Regions from separate parts of the Mus musculus genome. Here region 1 is linked to region 2. The links are chromatin contacts, called in public ChIA-PET maps. All regions are on one chromosome and are shown on one strand. Each heading gives the region's core, a stretch centred on a gene start, on an enhancer-like site or on the middle of the called end of the contact. The rest is flanking DNA. Distances are from core to core; before and after follow the strand shown.

Region 1 (3,405 bases), core at 607-3,106, 290 kb before region 2:
TAGAATCTGTTGGGGTCCAGGAGTCACCCCATAAACCAGGCGAATATTGATCTCAGTTAAACAAGGATGGTTTATTGAACACATACCCTGAGACCGATCAACCAGGGCAACAGCTCAAAGCTGTGCACTGGACATTTCTCAGGGCCAGCTTATAGAGGCTGAAACCACAGTGAGTTCATGCGCAGGTGCTGAAGGGCTGCCCGGTGGTCAGCCCTGACTCAAGCCATTTTAAACATAACAGTTGATATTGATCTTTGATTTGATGGGTCCTTTGTGAAGCTTACAGCTGTGGGATCTAAGATTAGCAAGCCTTATAACATTCAGCACCATGACAGGTTCTGTGGGAAGCATGCCCCCCAGTCTGGGTCTGGTATTTTCTGTGTCAATGACTGGCAGGCAACAATATGAAATAGCTGGTGGGCATGGAACAAAATGGCTACAGCTATGCTGGGGGCGCAGGGACAGGCTTAGCAGAATCCTCCTGCCTCAGCTTCCAGGATGCTGGGATTACAGACTTGCTCCTGACATACTGTGGGTATTTCTTAATTGTGTGTTTAGCTCTCAAAGTAATTTATCAGTGTCTCTATCATATAAGAATTGTAATTCTGCCTGTGACCACCAGATGTCTCTCCTTCTACATTGTTTGGTTGTTTGGAGAGAACTTTATGAAACCTCATCCACCAGCCCCCATCCCCACCTCCTCCAACAAGGGCATACCTACTTCAGCAGGGCCACCTCTAATTCTGCCTTAACAGTTCTGACTGGGGACCAGCCATTCCCACGCATGAGCCTATGGGGGTCGTTTTCATCCACACCATCAGACGCCACAAGGTGGTGCTCAGTCGGTGGGATGATGTCCCCTTAATATCAGCTGGTCCTGAGCTGAAACAGGTGTGCATTCAAGCCATGGGGGACAACATAGTGAGACCCTGTCTCAGAATAAAAGTTAAAAGGGCTACGGACTTAACTTCAGTGGAAGAACGATTTCCTGGTATGCACAGGGAGGGCTCTGGGGTCAGTCCTCAGTACCACAGGAACAGGAGAAGGTGGTAATGAACATACCTTTAATTACTATTTCTCCTTGCAGAAAAAAATTGTGCCCGGTAGAACAAGCAAAGCAAAGCAGGATGACGACGGACGAGCGGCAGCTAGGAGTCGCCTTGCAGCCATAAAGAATGCAATGAAAGGCAGGCCACAGCAGGAAGTGCAGGCCCACGCAGCAGCTCCGGAGAACACAAAGGAAGTTGACAAAATAGTGTTTGATGCTGGGTTTTTCAGAATCGAGAGCCCAGTGAAGTCATTCTCAGGTTTGTAGCTTTGCTGAGACTGAAGAGCGGTGTTTGGGCCAACTGGGGGCTGGAGTGAATGGTGGAGAGTGACTTTCCCATGAAAGAGCCCACACGCTGATGGCTAGAAGTGGGTTCTGTGCTGGCAAGCCTGCGTGCACATCAAATATTGAGACGAGTGCGGGCTTGTGCCTGTTCTCCAAGTGATGCCATAGCTGTCTCTGCCATGCAGTGCCAGTCTGTCTGTGAGGTTCCGAGACAAGCTGGGCTAGGGGTACAATGCAGAGGAAGCAGACCTGAGCCATCACACTTCCCTCAGCCATGCCCTTCTGCACGGGGGTTGAGGGAGTCATCTGTGCTGCTGTGTTTGAGATCCTTGGGGGCAAACTCAGCTTGACATATGGTTAGCAAGCACTTGTCCCTCCAGACATAGCCTCCTTTTCTGAAATCCTCTCTTTTTAGACAAGGCTTGGCTAAGTTTCCCAGGCTGTCCTTGGACTCACACAGGCCTGTAGCTTGCTGTCTGAGCCTCTGGAGAGGATGTGGTGTCGGGCTTGTGCCACCAGCCCCCACTGCGCATCCCTGTATTCAACAGTCTCCTGTACGCTACCCACGTGAGGTCATTCTCTTACCTCCTGCTAGGACTGTGGTTCTGGCAGCAGCTGCTCAAGTGCCATGTTGGAGGAAGCCGAGTATCTCAGCAGTTTATCTGTAATGCTTTCTTGTTCCCCTGTTCCCATGACTAGCCTATGTTTCAGCGGTGTTTGGTAACCATCTACAGCAGGATACAGCTGATGTCTCAACTTACCAGGAAAGACTCTCTTTTGACTCGGGGTTTCTCTGTGTGGCCCTTGCTGGTCACTATATAGACCAGGCTGGCGTCAAACTCACAGAGATCTCTTACCTCTTCCTAAGTGCTGAGATAAAGGTGTGCGCCGCCACTCCTCTGAGTCAACGCTCTTGACCCAAGCACTTGTTGCCTGCGTTAGCTAGGGATAGCCCACTTGCTAATTTACATTATACCTTCTAAAACATTCTTCCTGTAGAGGTGCACCTCTTCGTCTTTCTTTCTAAGTTTTAGTTTGATTTTATGTACCTTTACCTACACTTTGTCCACACCACGTGTGTGCCTGATGCCTGTGGAAGTCAGAGGAGAATATCAGATCCCCGGGACCTGGAGTTAGAGCTGTCGTGAAATATCACTAGGTGCTGGGAACCAAACCTGGCTCCTCCGGGAGAACAGCCAGTGTCCTTAACAACTGAGCCTCTCGGCAGCCTTTTGCATCATAGGCATGGCATATGAAAGCTAAGCACGGGCTAACGTGACGATCCTCTTGTCCCACAAAGCCCCTGGTACTGGACAGTAACAGATGTTGACAAGAGCAGGCTCTGTGCCTCCTCTCTGAACAGAGACTGGCCGGAAAGACTTGCTATGGGGCTTGTTCTTCTTATTTCCAGTCCTGTCTTCTGAACGTCGTTCTCAAAGATTTGGAACACCTCTGTCTGCCAGCAAAGTTGTGCCTGAGGGCAGGGCTGCAGGGGACCTTCTGAGACAGAAGATGCCACTGAAGAAGCCGGACCCTCAGAGCAGCAAGAGCGAGCATGTTGATCGGACGTTTTCAGATGGTCTTGAAAGCAGGTATCTCTTTCATGTGTACTGTGAGTTTAGTGGTATTGACGTGAGCTATCGTTCCATATGGTTAAGCTGGTAAAGTATATATATCAGCCGTATGTTTCTAATTAAACTTCACATGTAACCCTGTAACATGTGGGCAAGGCTTCCTCTTTTCTAAGGAAACAGACTTCAGATTTCAGGTTGGAACCAACTCTAGTGTTGGTAATCATAGCCACTCAGGGGCTGAGGTGGAAGGATTATTTCGCCAGCAGTTTGGAGCCAGCTTTAGCAACACTGCCTGTCTTAAAGCACCAGGACTGAAGTTGGTAAGTGGTCCTGATGCAATTGGCAGAAGTGTACCGTGCAGTACAAGGGAGAGAAGCAGTGTGGTATCCTCTGGTGAGAGAAAGTGCCCAGTGTGTGCAGACAACCTAGACATCGCTTTAGGTCATTAGCTAGCCAACCCTTAGAGTAGCCCTGCCAGGGACGGGGAGAGAAACTTAA
Region 2 (3,433 bases), core at 299-2,798:
TGCTGAAGCCAGATGTCAATCTAAAGTCTGCCTCTCCACTCATACTCTTAACCACCCAGTACTCAGAGCTTACCATGTATTATATGTCATTATATTGGAGTTACAAGTGTTAGAATGGGGTCCAAACCACATGTAGGGGAAGTCCCAAGATTCCAAGGTGGCAGTTTCTATATGCTATGATAAAGGTGCAAGATGTGCCAAAGGCAGTCAAGTGAGGGAGGAAGTTATGGACCATGTAGTAGTTTGCATTTACCTTGGACAAAACATTCACTGGATATTCTGGGCACAGATCAAACCATGTTCATTCTGCTCATCCTCTCCCCAACCTGTCTCAGAAAGGAGTAGGCAGCTAATGGTGGGCATCACATGGTGTGGTCACATGGTGTGGTCACGTGGTATGGTCACGTGGGTGGAGTTCATGTTGGTTCTTCAGTGAGGGCTGATTTCTAAGAGACATTTTTTTTTAAATAGTTAATCATATTTACAAAAAGAGGAGAGAGAGTGAAAAGACACACGCATACACACCAGTGTTACAAAACCTTGTATTAATCATTTCCCTTCACTCTCAATATAACCATATGAAATATAGCCATGATTCTTATTTCTGTGGGAGGAAATGAATAATAAATACATTGTAGCAAGTTTAGACCACAAGGGTGTTGTCACTGATAACAACATTTGAAAACTGTACACTTGCAAAGAACAGCATGTTCAAACATTAGTGTATCTGCATCAGTAGAGCTTTCACATGTAACAAACATGCTCTTTCCATGTATGACAAATTTAAAAAATATGCATTGCTTGGCAACATGAACTAGGCAAAAATATTTCTTTGTTCACTAACTTTATACAGGAAACCAGGACAAAAGGCATGCATGTACAATACAGATGCCTGCACAGGGCATGCAACGAAAGGAAGCTCTTTGAAAGTCAGCTTGCGTTAGGCATAAATACATGAGGGTTATATATTAATAAGGGAGGAAGTCTCCTGTTTGCCATCACTAACACTCCTGCTTTCTTTTTGCTCCTCCCAGAGGGATACATATTTACCTTTAAGTCAAGATAAAGGATTAAAAAAAAAGTCGCTTTGCAAACATCTCTGATGAGTTGTAAAAAAAGAAAAGAAAAACAAACTGAAAAACAAAGCCAACACAGATATCATCACAGCTCTGTGTACAACTTATCCTTCTGCAGGTTCTGTTTATGATAGGCACACCTGAGCACCCTGGGTTCTCCCCACTCAGGCTAGAGAGGAAGGGCGCCCAACAGAATCCACTTTCCTCCCCTCCCTCGCTCAGCCCTCATCCCAGCTCTGGGGTGCACAGATCTACAAACCTTGCACCAGCGCTAGCTAGCTACTAGGCACAGAGGAAAGGAAGGCCCAGAGAAGACTCCCACTCTGTAAAAGGCAGCCAGCGACACCTCAAAAGAAACTCTGGTTTCCCTCAGTGTCGCATCGGGAGAATGGGAGGTGGGGCCCAGCTGCGGCTGGCTCCCGGCCTGGGTACCAGAAAGAGACCTTCAGCTCAACCCAGGCTGGGCGCTTGATGCAAATAGCAGCCCTAGGCAGGCAGGCAGGCGGGACCCACCGGCCACTACTTTGCTTGCTGGATTTGTGTAATAAGAAAGTGAAACTCAAAAAGCAGGTGGGGGTGGGGAACACACAAAACAAACCATCAGCAGCGTCGTGTTGTGTCTTGTATAGTTTGTGTTTCTTCCTACTGTTTTCTGGTAAGAAAACACTATGAACAAAAAAGCACCAATAAAACATCACCCCATGATATTGTAGACCAGCATTGTGTCTCAGACAGTGCAGACATGCTGCTTAAATCAGGGCGCCTGGGGTGCGGGTGGGGGCGGGGGTGGGGTGGGGTGGAGATGGGGAGAACCTATGCAGTGAAATAGACTTTACTCGGAAAGTTTCAAACCTTTACTATTTAATATAAAACAGCTGTGTTGGGGCGGGGTGGTCAATGGGTAAATACAAAAAAAGGCACTGCAGCTCACTGCTCAAGGCCTGACTTCACAGCCTCAGGCATGCAACTGCTCGACTCTTTTTAAAATTTTTTTTTATAAATAAAATTTCTTTGCTTTAGGATTTTTAAATTGAGCTGTATACCTGTAGTCAACACAGGACTCAAATCAAGGTGGGGGGGGGGAGGTTCTTAAAAATCATCAGAACACAACTTAAAAAATAAAAATAAAAACACTAACATAGCAAACCACAACTAAGTAGATAAATCTATACAGTCAATGAAAAATAAGCTTTTCTTTTTTTCTTTTTTTTTTTAAAAAAAGAATTCTGTTGTTACTAATAACAGACTTTATCATGGGTACCAGCCATAGCGAGTTAATAAGTGACATATCCAAAATAATATCTCTAATAATCAGATAACCATTGCTTCTATATTCAATGAAGGAATAAATAGAAATTCAGATTTGCAAATATACTCTATGGTCTTCTTCCTCTTAAAAGATTCGCACTCGTGTGATTGTGTTCACAAACTGGTTTCTGAATATCCCATGACCTTATGGGTACGTGCGTTGCGTGTAGCGGACTTAAACACCTTCTCTTTCCTACAGGATGAGGAGTCCTATTGTTCCTCTCTGTTAACCTTTCCAGCATCCTCCAAACACTTCCTCAGACCCTCTGGCCTTCCCTTTGGCCTTCGACATTTTAACCTGTTCTGCCTGACATGGGATCCTCCATCCCAGCTCCTTCCCCAACACTGAGCTTGGAAAGGGACACGAGGGATGAATGTTAATGGCACTTGGTTAAAAAAAAAAAGTCTATCTATCTACATATAAAAATTAAACATGCTGCCTCTTTCTGCACGTGAATTTGCATCTTCAAGACTGGGTCACCCAAGGAGTGTCCTGCATCTTTTGTTTCTGGTGTTGTTATAAAGTGCTGATTGGGGTGATGATCCAAGTCGTCCATGATCACTAAAAGCTCAACCTTCTTAAGGTGTCCTTGGCCCTGCACTGTAAAAGGACTTCGAAATCTCTGTTGTAGCATCCAAGGCTCGGCTCGGTTGTCCACCTGTAATCTTGACAGGCAAACACAGTTGTGTGGATTTTTATTAAGGCCTTTAGAATCTGTGTGCACTTCATTAACTTGAAAAAAAAAATAACCATAGGCAAGGTCATTTGCATGGTCTGGTTTTAAATGTCACTTTTTTTTTTTTTTTTAAAGAGGAATCTGTCTTACCCATTTACTAGACAGGCCTTATATTATGTTCTAGATCATGCCTCCGGCTACTCACTCATACTGTCACATTTACGCAGCTAATTCTCCAGTGTGGCACATAATTTCTTTTGGATTCCCTCTGATATCCTCCATTGCATTAAATTCTGAACTATTCTTTGTTGCCCTTAAGAAATAGATCTATTCCCACACGGTGTTACAGTTAATCTCGAACTGTGTAATGTA

Evidence for each region. ChIA-PET counts read pairs in DNA pulled down with a chosen protein or histone mark.
Region 1: a contact with region 2 is called in an RNA polymerase II ChIA-PET map of memory CD8 T cells, with 15 read pairs. The contact joins two enhancer-like sites. A contact is called at or near these places in 11 of 39 promoter capture datasets (the 3T3-L1 cell line, 3T3-L1-derived adipocytes, cranial neural crest and 6 more), 4 of 484 Hi-C or Micro-C datasets (B cells, the C2C12 cell line, embryonic stem cells and 1 more) and 1 of 115 datasets of contacts at active chromatin or transcription factors (memory CD8 T cells).

Annotation. Positions count from the first base shown.
Region 1 is chr14:47,393,657-47,397,061 of GRCm38.p6, reverse strand. Dlgap5 (DLG associated protein 5) reads left to right here. Exons shown (of 19, transcript NM_144553.2): 14 at 1,088-1,307; 15 at 2,745-2,925. Among named protein-coding and RNA genes, the nearest start is that of Lgals3, 21 kb to the right of the region's middle. Within about 2 kb of position 1,856, at least 74 of the 459 cell types and tissues checked have an H3K27ac peak or open chromatin away from gene starts, as enhancers often do. A contact at or near this core is called in memory CD8 T cells, where this site is marked.
Region 2 is chr14:47,102,911-47,106,343 of GRCm38.p6, reverse strand. It overlaps Samd4 (sterile alpha motif domain containing 4), which reads right to left. Exons shown (of 13, transcript NM_001037221.2): 13 at 527-3,433. The region is part of intron 3 of Gm10371 (predicted gene 10371); the gene reads left to right. Among named protein-coding and RNA genes, the nearest start is that of Gm10371, 12 kb to the left of the region's middle. Within about 2 kb of position 1,548, at least 80 of the 459 cell types and tissues checked have an H3K27ac peak or open chromatin away from gene starts, as enhancers often do. A contact at or near this core is called in memory CD8 T cells, where this site is marked.